Linked DNA regions of Mus musculus: region 2 is linked to region 1. The links are chromatin contacts, called in public promoter capture Hi-C maps. All regions are on one chromosome and are shown on one strand. The core of a region is the stretch at or near the end of the contact, and the rest is flanking DNA. Distances in the headings are between cores, read along the strand shown. Region 1 holds the start of Zfp113 (zinc finger protein 113). Region 2 holds the start of Pdap1 (PDGFA associated protein 1).

Region 1 (5,753 bases), core at 375-2,874:
TCCAGGTGTGGGCAGGGCCTTTCTCTTGCCCTGTTGATTTGGGGTTTTTTTTGGTTTTTTGGAGACAGGGTTTCTCTGTATAGCCCTGGCCGTCCTGGAACTCACTTTGTAGACCAGGATGGCCTCGAACTCAGAAATCTGCCTGCCTCTGCCTCCCGAGTGCTGGGATTAAAGACCACCTGGCTGTAAGCACAGGTCAAGAGAGGCTTCGCCTCCTGGATCCTTTCCTCTTTCTTTGGAGTAACTCACTATAGGATTAAGGTAGCGATGACTGGAAACTTAGCACCTTTTGTGCAGTTCTGAGGTTTTTGTTTGTTTGGTTTGGTCTTTCTTTATTGGGTAAGAATCAGGCTATAGCCCAGACTAGCTTGGAATTCACTGTATAGGACAAGTTGGCCTTGCTTCATTTGCCTCTGTGCTGGGATTAGATGTGAGCAAGCCAATTTGGCTAATTCCTGGAAATTCACATTAGGTCATTGTTTCTCAAACTTGTAGGTCGTGACCCCTTTGAAAGTTGAATGACTCTTTCACAGGGGTTACCTAAGACTATTGGAAAACACAGATATTTACATTACTGTTCTTATCAGTAGCAAAAAAAATACGGTTATGAAGTAGTGACAATAATAACTTTACGGTTGGGGGTCATCACATGAGAAACTGCATTAAAAGGTCATAGCATGAGGAAGGTTGAGAATTTCTGTTTTAGGTTCTACCAGTTCTGTATGATTAAGGGGTCAAAATGGGGAAATCGGGTTCAGTTTATGTCTAATATAGGTACTTAAGAAGTACGGAGGGTAAAGGAATGTGCTAGGAACTACCAGCAAAGACCATCACATACTGTCTTTTCAGTACACCCTAAGAGAGCTGAAATGGACTAAGGTTCTCTGTGTTCAACTAGGTTCTCAATGTTTTAGCCAGCTAATGCACTGGACATACTCGGCCACTTCTGCAGGGAGCCGGCCCCAGCATGTCCACGAAAAGGTATCAGTCAGTAAGCTTAAAAAAAAAAACAAAAAACAAAACAAAAAAACCCTATTCATAGCCATAGGACATGAGATCTTGGTGAGGTTACGGAGGACCCGAGTTCGCACCTCCTCCCAAGCCCTAGTTCTCACTGCGACCCAGAACTACTGTCTGGTTTTCCGATCCAATTAAGGAAAAACTTCCTTCTCCTGCCCTCACACAGAAATCGGTGTGCTGAGAGTACCAAGTTAGGGTGGCAATCTGTCATCAGTTGTTTTAAAGAGAGGGAGACCTCCGTAGCGACGCTAGGAATTTTAAACACTGGGGCTGGGGACGGTAAGAGACACAAAAGCAGACCCGGAGTCCCATTACGCGACACCCGGGATCACGCTGCGCGCCTGCAGCTAGGGTTGCGGAGCTGGACAGCGACTGCAGGAGGAAGGTGGGCCCAGAACCCCGGCGGGCCGCGGACGTGTGAACACCAACCCCCTTCCCCGGAGACCACAACTTCCACCTCACCGCGAGTCCGGGAGATGGCCCCACTCACCCTGGGGACAGGGACGTAAGACTTAGGGGGCCGGACACGAAACAGGTCCTGTTGGACCCTGTTACAGACCCACACAACGGAGAACAGAACAAAGAACGGAAACTGCCCCTCCCCATATCGTTTCCGGGTCGTCCTTTCTCACCACCCAGGACAACAAATGCCCACTTGCTCTCTCTAGGAAAATGGGAGGTCTTCATCTCTCGATGGTACGCTGATGGTGCTGTTCTCGATGGTGCTGGGAAACAAGGGCACCAGACTGCGCCACTTGCTGGCCAGGTTGGGAAGGGACGATGCGTAAGCTGAAGAAGTTGGAGGTCCAGGAAATTCAGGGCACAAGTTCTAGTGGCTCTGAGAGAGAGAGTACACCATCACCTCCATAGCAAGAGAGAGAGTACACCATCACCTCCATAGCAAATATATGAAACTTGAAGAATCCTTTAATATAAATGTGCACCATTGGCTGGTCGTGATGGCGCACGCCTTTAATCCCAGCGCTGGGGAAGCACAGTCAGGCAGATCTCTGTGAGGCCAGCCTGGCCTATGATACAAAACAAAACAAACAAACAAAAAAATAAATAAATAAAAGTGCACCATGGGTTTTGGTTTTTGTTTTGTTTTTCTGGTTTTTTTTTTTTTAAGATTTATTTTATTTATTATATGTAAGTACACTGTAGCTGTCTTCAGATACCAGAAGAGGGAGTCAGGTCTTGTTACAGATGGTTTTGAGCCACCATGTGGTTGCTGGGATTTGAACACAGGACCTCCGGAAGAGCAGTCAGTGCTCTTAACCACTGAGCCATGTCTCCAGCCCCCGTTTTTGTTTTTTTTTTTTTTTTGTTTTTTTGTTTTTTTTTTTTTACTCATCAATTTTTCTTTAATTATTTTGAACATTCTCACTAATTAAGAAAATATTTTATTTCAAAACTTCTTATAGTAGAAAAAAGGATTACCTTTTTAACATGATTTCTCCACTGCTTGATAAGTATAATAGTTATATTTTTAAAATTTGGAATTTATGTTGGTGCTAATGATATTATATCCAAAATAGCACCATGGGTTTTTTTTTAAAGCACTCAGCACTCAGTTTTTAAAAGATTTATTTTAACCAGGCAGTGGTGGTGCACGCCTTTAATCCCAGCACTTGGGAGACAGAGGCAGGTAGATTTCTGAGTTCGAGGCCAGGCTGGTCACAGAGTGAGTTCCAGACAGCCAGGGCTACATAGAGAAACCCTGTCTCAAAAAAAGCAAGACAAAAAATTATTTTAATAGATTTAATATTTATTTGAAGATTTAGTATTTTAATGAGTGTTTTTCTCCTGCATACACACACACATACACACACACCTGATTCAGATATAGGTCAGATGAAGCCATCACATCTTCTGGAACTGGAGTTACGGTAATGAGTGGCCATATGAGTGCATGGAATCTGGGTCCTCTGGAAGAGCAGCCAGTACTTTTTTTTTTTTTAAAGATTTACTTATTATTATTATTATATCTAAGTACACTGTAGCTGTCTTCAGATGCCCCAGAAGAGGGCGTCAGATCTCATTACAGATGGTTGTGAGCCACCATGTGGTTGCTGGGATTTGAACTCAGGATCTTCGAAAGAGCAGTCAGTGCTCTTAACCACTGAGCCATCTCTCCAGCCCACAGCTTTGCTTTTAGATTGCTTGACTAGCCTGGCTGAAGCCCTGGGTCCCCATCCCCAATGGTGCATAAACCAGACAATATGGTACAGTACTGTATTCCTAGCATTTGGGAGGTGGTGGCAGGAAGATCAAGGACTCAAGTTCGTTCTTCAGTACATACTGAGTTCAAAGCCAGCTTGGGCTACATGAGACACATAAGTGATTCTGCACTTACGAGCCTGACGTGGGGTACACATCTGTAATTGCAGTACTTTAGAGCCTGAAACAGAAAGATAGTCAAAAGTTTGAGGCCAGCCTCAATTGCACACTAAAACTCGGTCTCAAAACAAATGATAATAATTAACAAACACATATTTAAAATGAGCTTCCTATAAAGGCTCACATTTGGGGTTCAAGAGGTACCCTGAGACATATTGTGGTTTGGGGGTAAACAATTTATTTTAAGCATTATTAATGCTACAGAGATTGTGCTGGAAGTTGTGAAGAGATTTCAGGCCGGGAGACTAACAGGAGTAAGGAGTACTATTGCATCTTACAGGTTTTAGAGAGGTAGGTAACCCCATTCCATGTCATGAATGACTAGTCAATAGTACACGATAGAGGCACGCACTCTTATTCCAGGACTGGAGTTCATTTCCCAGTACCCATGTCTGTACACTCACAACCACCTATGACTCTAGCTCCAAGGGAAAGAGGAAAAGTTTGTTTCTTTAGCTAATGCGTGTCTATCATATGAGATGTGCCGCCTGTAACCGCCGATTGCTGGGGTTTGGTGCACCGCCTTAGGGGAAGTGAGGATTGCAGACTGGTCAGAGTTTATTTTTTATTTTTTGCAGAAGCTGTGAGGATGAAGAAAGAGGCTCTGCAAGTCAGTATAGCCTGACTAGTCCTAAGCCCAAGCCTAACATGTTCCAATAGACTCTTTTACTTAGTCAATTAATTAATTAAACAGGGTATCATTCTGAAACTCTAGCTGTCCTCTGACCTATGCTGGGGTATGCACATTATACACACACATACACACACACTTACACACTCAAAATAGAGTAAAAAACAAAGGTGTTCTTCTATACACTATTATTGTTTTGTTTTTCTTTCTTTCATTCGTTTTGTTTGTTTGTTTGTTTGTTTGTTTGTTTGTTTTTCGAGACAGGGTTTCTCTGTGTAGCCCTGGCTGTCCTGGAACTCACTCTGTAGACTAGGCTGGCCTCGAACTCAGAAATCCTCCTGCCTCTGCCTCCCAAGTGCTGGGATTAAAGGTGTGCCCCACCACACCCAGCTTGTTTTGTTTTTCGAGGCAGGGTGTCTTAGTCAGGGTTTCTATTCCTGCACAAACATCATGACCAAGAAGTAAGTTGGGGAGGAAAGGGTTTATTCAGCTTACACTTCCACATTGCTGTTCATCACCAAAGGAGGTCAGGACTGGAACTCAAGCAGGTCAGGAAGCAGGAGCCGATGCAGAGGCCATGGAGGGATGTTCTTTACTGGCTTGCTTCTCCTGGCTTGCTCAGCCTGCTCTCTTATAGAACCCAAGACTTCCAGCCCAGAGATGGTCCCACCCACAAGGGGCCTTTCCCCCTTGATCACTAATTGAGAAAATATCCCACAGCTGGATCTCATGGAGGTACTTCCCCAACTGAAGCTCTTTCTCTGTGATAACCCCAGCCTGAGTCAAGTTGACACATAAAATCAGCCAGTACACAGGGTTTCTCTGTGTAGCCCTGGCTGTTCTGGCATTTGGTTTGTAGACCAGGCTGGCCTCAAACTCCAGAGATCTGCCTGCCTCTGCCTCCGGAGTATTAGGACTACAGGTGTGTTCCACCACTGCCTGACTTTTTAATACATTATTAAAATCTGCAAAAAAAAAAAAAAATCATTCCAAGACAGATGAAGGGAACCCAGCTTTCCTTGAGCTCTAGACAGGGGTTGAGTGTTTTAAGAATATTGTTAAATTGCTGTTAGCACTAATGATGACCTTCCCTTCCTTCAGTTTTTCCTCTAATGGAAATCTCTTTAGGTTTATAGTATAAAAACTCCCAAGGTTTATTTTCATGTAACTAACCAAAGACATTGGGAATAGGGCAACTTAACTATCTAATTATCATCTATTGTACCCATCTCTCTCACTGTCCAGGCTGCCCTGAGGAAAAGGACTGTCAGTCTCATAAGTTAGCTAGATGACCCTTAGACTAGCACCAGCAATCTGGGACACACAACAGAAGTCTTGAGACAGCTGTGTAAAGATTGAAGCTGATTTTCCAGTGTATTTGACATAGTTGTTACCAGATATTTTGCTGTCATAGACCCCTATGAAATGTAGATGAACCTGAAAGCATTTCCAGCGTGACAGGAAGGGAGCCCTTTCCCTAGTGGAAGGACTACTGCGAATCAGTGCAAAGCCATGATTGGTCCAAAGCACATACTTCAGTGACTGTGATTAGTAAAAAAAATAAATAAATAAAAATAAAAAGTAGCCCGGGCGGTGGTGGCGCACACCTTTAATCCCAGCACTTGGCAGATTTCTGAGTTCAAGGCCAGCCTGGTCTACAAAGTGAGTTCCAGGACAGCCAGGGCTATACAGAGAAACCCTG
Region 2 (5,718 bases), core at 2,008-4,507, 7.0 Mb after region 1:
CACACCTGCCATCTGGTGTCCTTCCCACCCTCATGTGTGATGTCTCTTGGAGAACAGTAGTCCTTTCCTGTTCTCCCCAAAAGCCAGAACAAGGCAACATACTGGACCACTGGAGCAGACAGACATGTACTCACGTTGGCCTTCTGCTTCTCAGCCTGTAGCTGGGCATCGATCTCCTCCGGGCTCGTATACTGCCTCACTCGGCCTTTGTGGCCTCCCTTTCTACCTGCACAAAGATCAGTAGTTTAGGAAGGTGAGAGAGACGTCAGCCTTCACTACACAGACTCCCAAAAGGCTGTCCTGTTCAGCCCAAGGGAACCTCACCTACCTTCACCAAGTACCACCCAAACCTACAGTGATCTCAAAGAACAAAAGCAGCGGCTTATGACACCCGATGCACAGACTGCCCGATGTAGGTTCCTAAGAACAAGACCTAAGGTGAGGAGAGGGAGATACAGTCTGACTGAATCCTGTTTGCTTAAAATCCAAACACAGCTGGGCATCTTTAATTCCAGCATTTGAGACCACAGAGGCTGGCAAGCTATGGATCTCTTGAGTTCCAGGCCAGCCTGGTCTACATATGGAGTAGTGTTCTAAAGAGCAAAGGTACAGCACAAGAGCCACTGCTGGCTTTGTACCACAGACGAGGAGACTTAACGTCAAACAATGTGTAAAAGAGGAAGAATTCGGGAGTCTAAAGCTCTAGGTTCCAATCTGAGTTGTACCATTTCCTACATCTGTGTCTCTGTGTGTGCCTTCCCAGAGCCTCCTTTTCCCCAGTTTCCTTTTCCCCACAAGGCTGCCATGGAAGTAGGGTGGACACCATTGGTAAAGCAACCAGAATGGTGCCTGGCATTGGAGGAGCAACACACAGCGTCTGTTAACCTGTTAATGCTAACACACTGGCTGGCAGTAAAACCTAAGTCAGCATGGCTCCTGAGCACACAACTGCCAGTGGCAGCAGGAGAATGACATACTCCATGCTTATCTTGGTGCTACATCGACCAACAGAAACTCTGTATTCAGAATTAAACTAGCAAATAGAGCTGGAGAAACGGCTCAGCAGTTAGGAACGTTTGCTGTTCTTTCATATAGCCCTAGTTGGTTCCCAGCACCTACAGGGCAGCTCAGAATCACTCCAGTTCCTGGGTGATCTAAAGCCCTCTCCCGACCTCTGTGGGCTCTGCACGCATGGTACACTTGTACACACATGGACAAAAAAACAAAACACACATACAAATCTCACATAAAACAACTAAACTGGCAAAATTAAAGATAGACTGACTCAACAGCAGTCTAACACTGATCAGGACTGTCAGAGACAATTCAGCTACGAGGATCAGTGCCATACCCTCATGTGCTAGCCGGACGACTAGACCAATCCCTGCTAAAGCTAGTCTCACAGCTGGGTTGCAAGCCTTTGGCATCTCGATGCAGGTGTGACTGTGGCCTCTATTGCCAAACAGGCCCTTTCTTGATTTCTGCAGACCCCTTGCTATGAGTAGAGAATCTATGATTAGACAGCTAGAACTGTTGCAAGCTCCGGAGACCACTGCAGAGACACAGTGACTTCCTAGACAGCAGCTGCAGAGCTGTAATTGAGCTGCCAACAGCCTACACCGCCCATTTTTAATGACAACCTGAGTTCCCAGGGGTGTATCTAGGTATGCTCATGAAAGGCCTATTGTGAGATACCAAGCTTTACCATTAAAAACAAACAAAACAAAAAACCAACCAACCAACCAGCCAAACAAACAAAAAAAGCAACACCCTTTCGTGATCTTAGTTTGTTTGTTTTACTGAGGCTCTTTCAAGATGCTTTAAAAAAATAATTCACAGTATACTGAAAACAGAATTGGTCCTTTGCTCCTGGGGGATTTTTTAAAATAGTTTTTAATCACTGTTTTCTCATGTTAGCCCAAGCAAGGAAACAAGCTTTGTTTATCTGCCTGCAAAGCTTCCCAGAAATCAAGACTAAGTCCATTAGCCATGATTTCATATTCAAGACTGCCGAACTGTAATTCTCAACCTTGGAGTCAGGAGCTGAAAAAAGTTCCTTTGCCTTTTAAAGATGAGACTGTGAAACAAAGACAGTGCTCCTCTAGACGCAGGATAAATCAGCAGAGAACTAGATTTAGACACACTTGGCCCTGTAGAGCCTAATATCTGAATATTGACAGGAAGCAATTTAAGCTTGAAAATCTCCAGGCAGATGTTCCTGTGGGCTCACTGCATTAACTGGCTTAACACGTGAGCTGCCAACATTTACTGAACATCTGTTCTGTGCTGGGAGCTAGCCAGGCCCTTAGAGCGATTTATTCTGCCACCGTAACTCCTGTCCGCCTGTCTCCTACTCATCCAACTAAGCCTTATTAATACCCCTGTAGTTCAGATGAAGAAAACGAACTGGAAAAGTTTTGTTTGAGGCCACAGACTTAAGATGTGATATATCTGGTATTCAAACCCCTGATTCTAAGGGGTGAAACCAATGTACGATGGGAAACACTTGTTTTCTTGGTCTCTACACACAGTAATAGCTGAACATTTAGGGGCTGCGGGGCACTGGGCTGAGTACGTGGGCTACCTAGTTTATGCCTCTCTCATAACAGGAGGAAAATATAATCAATGTCCCCCACCCCAACCCCCTTTTTGGAAACGACAAAACCGGGACACAAAGAAGTTAGGCGACTGGCTCAGAAGCACATCCTTAGTGGCTACGGTGCAAGGAGAGAATCAGAGCCAGGTCCCACATCATCAAGTCAAGGTCTTATTATGAGGCAGGCGTGGCTCCTCAAAAGCTCCACAAAAGCCACATTTTATGCTCGAGGCAGCCAGGCACCGCACCAGCGCGGGACGCGGTGACTCAGTCTCCGGCCAGCCAAATGGGAGGACAAACTTCAGATGCTCCGGAGGCTTGGCCGAGACTCCTGGGTCCTGCTCTCCTCAAGGACAAGGACCCAGCACCCGTGAGTCTCCTCAAAAATCCCCGACGGAGAGGCCCTCAACCACTGTGGTCCTCGGCTTCCCAGGCAGGACAATTGAGCGTCGAGGCCCACGCATGGCTGGGAGGCGACGGGGATGGCCTCCTTCAGCGCGGATCTCTTAGAGGCCCCAGACCCGCGGGCTGAGGGGTCCGCGGCAGCCCGCCTACGGCCGCCACTAGAGAAGCCACGCGAACCACGCGCGCCCACCCCCTCACCTCCTTTAGGCATCTCGGCTCCGGCGGCTGCAGCGGCGGCGGCGGCGCCTCGAACTGACACCGGAACCGGAAACTCCTTGGAATCGACTTCTTCCGCCCGGCTTGGTTCCCTCTCCGCGCGCCACTGACGCCGCCACCGCCGCCACGGCTGCGAGGATCTGGGACCTCACACCGAGGCCGGGCTGTCTTGGGAGGTGCCTGAATTCCTGACCAGAATATGTACTGCCAGGAATCCGCGTTCCCCGGTGTCCCTGTCCGAGGAGACACGTAGCCGTGTGGGCCACCCCTACAGGAAGTGAGAGGAAAAGGGCCGTACGGTTTACGGAATTCTACAAAGGCAGCGCCAGGGACACCTAAGATGACGCAATCTCCGCGCGAGGTGGGCGGGGCCCCGCGAGGGCCTTATTCTGAAGAGTTTGTCGCCGGAGCGGAAGCCGTCAATAAAGAAGCAGCGGCCTTAGGTGCTTGAGTTTCCGGTGAGTGTTTCTCTGCTCGGTTCTCGAGTACCGTATCTTTGGCAATGGTTACGGGCAGGAGAGCTGTGTGAGCTGCTTATGCGGCAGAGGCTGGAGTCTCCGATGACTTGCACAGGGGATGGTAAACTTGGGGCTCGCTCTTTCTCTCTCTGCGTGTGTGTTTTTTTCCCACGTCGTTTTCTCTTCCGGGACCGTTTTCTGTCTAAACACCGCTTTTTTTCTCAGATGCTGCTCTTGAGTTTTCTGCCACTGTCCCTTCCGTAACTTCGCTCTTGTTCACCCCTTTTCCCGCTCTTCTACGTCTGTAAACAGCCCAACACAACACCTCTTTCCTCCTGATCCGATCGCCTCTTCGTTTTACCTCTCCCCGGCCCCGAGAGCCTCTCGGGTTGAGTCCTCCTAGGTCAGGAGAAAGTGATTCTCTAATCAGGCTGTGCGCCCTGGGAAGGGCTCAGAGTCAATCTATCTTTTAACGTAAGCGCTGGAAAAACCAGAGCAAAGACCACTGATGGGGAAGTCAGGAGCCTCTAATCTGTTAGACTCACTGGTTGTCAGCAATGTGACCCTGAGTCCACGTCTTAAGAGTTTTATTCTTAATTTATTAAATTGTTAAGAAGGGGTGTGGGAATAGGGGATTGTAAAGTGTCAGTCACCATACAGTGGATGGGACTAAAGACAGTTTTGAGCAGATGAGTCTGTTATGCTGATAGGTTACTCTTTGCCAGCTAGAAAGCTTTATGCAATCGGAAGAAGAAGAAAACAGCGTTTCTATTTAGATTTTGACTGGCCTGCTTTGTTGTTCTAAAAAGAGAGATTTTTGGCGGCTATTTAACGTGTGTAATCTACTGCTTTTATTCTACAGATGAGACAGAAGACTGCAGAAGAAAAGTGATCTCCCCCAGAGTCACAGAATAGTTGGTAAATCTGGACAAGAACACAGCTTTGTAACTGTGAAGACCAAGAATTTTTTTTATATTACTCTCAATACCCAAAGGTATTGTGCATTCCTTCTTTCCTTCCTTCCTTCTTTCCTTTCTCTGTCTTTCTCTCTTGCCTTCTCTATTTCTCTCTCTCTCCCTCTTACTGTCTGTCTTCCTTCCTCTTTCTTCCTTTCTTTTCTTTATTTCTTGACAGGGTCTTATGTAGTCTAGATTGGGCACAAGCTCACCATATACCCAAAACTGGCCTTGAACTCTCAATCCTTCTGGCCCCACCTCACACATGCTTGGAGAATGCGTGTGTGTCACAGTTCCCTTCTAGGGAAGCTGAGTAGCTGTTCTGGGCCTTCTGGAGAATGATCTACCATGGACATATGTTTTTCTCATGAGTGGTAGACAGCAATCCAAAGCAAAGGAAAAAATAGCTAGAGAGACTCGGGAAGGAAGGATAGAGATAAGAAAGTACCCAGCAGAAATCAGTTAGGGAAGCCACTTTAAGGCATCCAGCTGAAGCGCCCAATAGGGTTCTGGATATAATATAGAGATATCTCAGATTCGGCTTCCAAGCAAAAGAGTAAACGGTCCCAAGTAGGGATGACACCATCGACCGTTACTCACAGCTCCCGCAGAAGCTGAGTGAGGAAACTGAAGCAGTCAGTCAGAGCTCCTGATTGAAGTGAGCTTCCCGAGGCTGAAGTTCTGACAGTTCTGGCTTCTCTTTTCTACCCTAGACGCTTTTATAGCATGAGATAAACAATAGATCCATCCCTTCCAGTAGATCTCAAGCAAGGCCTCAAGTGTTTTATTCTTGGGCTGTTTTGCTGTTCCTATTCCTCTGGTGTAGAGTGTGTGTGTTGAGGGTGGGGGAACAGCTCATGCCCAGAGAAGAGTCTGGGGAGGATACGGAGACACCTGCTTGGGTCTGAAACGGGGCAGAGGCAATGCATGGTTACTTAAGGACATAACATACATTTTACTCTCTGAGCTTGACATCTAGAGGAGCAGGGGAATGGCTGTCAAAGCCCTTTGGCAACCTGAGGCTCAGAAAGCAGTTGATTTTCTTGTAGATCTTTATAAGCTATCTTGCTGGGAAATGCCCAAGGTC

The links. Capture Hi-C pulls out chosen DNA fragments and counts their contacts.
Region 2: a contact with region 1 is called in a promoter capture Hi-C map of liver. The contact joins the promoter of Pdap1 here to the promoter of Zfp113 in region 1. A contact is called at or near these places in 1 of 39 promoter capture datasets (cranial neural crest), 1 of 484 Hi-C or Micro-C datasets (CD4 T cells) and 1 of 9 other capture datasets (liver).

The regions. Positions count from the first base shown.
Region 1 is chr5:138,154,120-138,159,872 of GRCm38.p6, forward strand. Zfp113 (zinc finger protein 113) reads right to left here and starts at 1,625. Exons shown (of 5, transcript NM_019747.4): 1 at 1,511-1,625.
Region 2 is chr5:145,136,768-145,142,485 of GRCm38.p6, forward strand. It overlaps Pdap1 (PDGFA associated protein 1), which reads right to left and starts at 3,258. Exons shown (of 6, transcript NM_001033313.4): 1 at 3,200-3,258; 2 at 135-226. The coding sequence starts at 3,212. Bud31 (BUD31 homolog) reads left to right here and starts at 3,609. Exons shown (of 6, transcript NM_001310771.1): 1 at 3,609-3,675; 2 at 4,538-4,669; 3 at 5,681-5,718. The coding sequence starts at 5,707.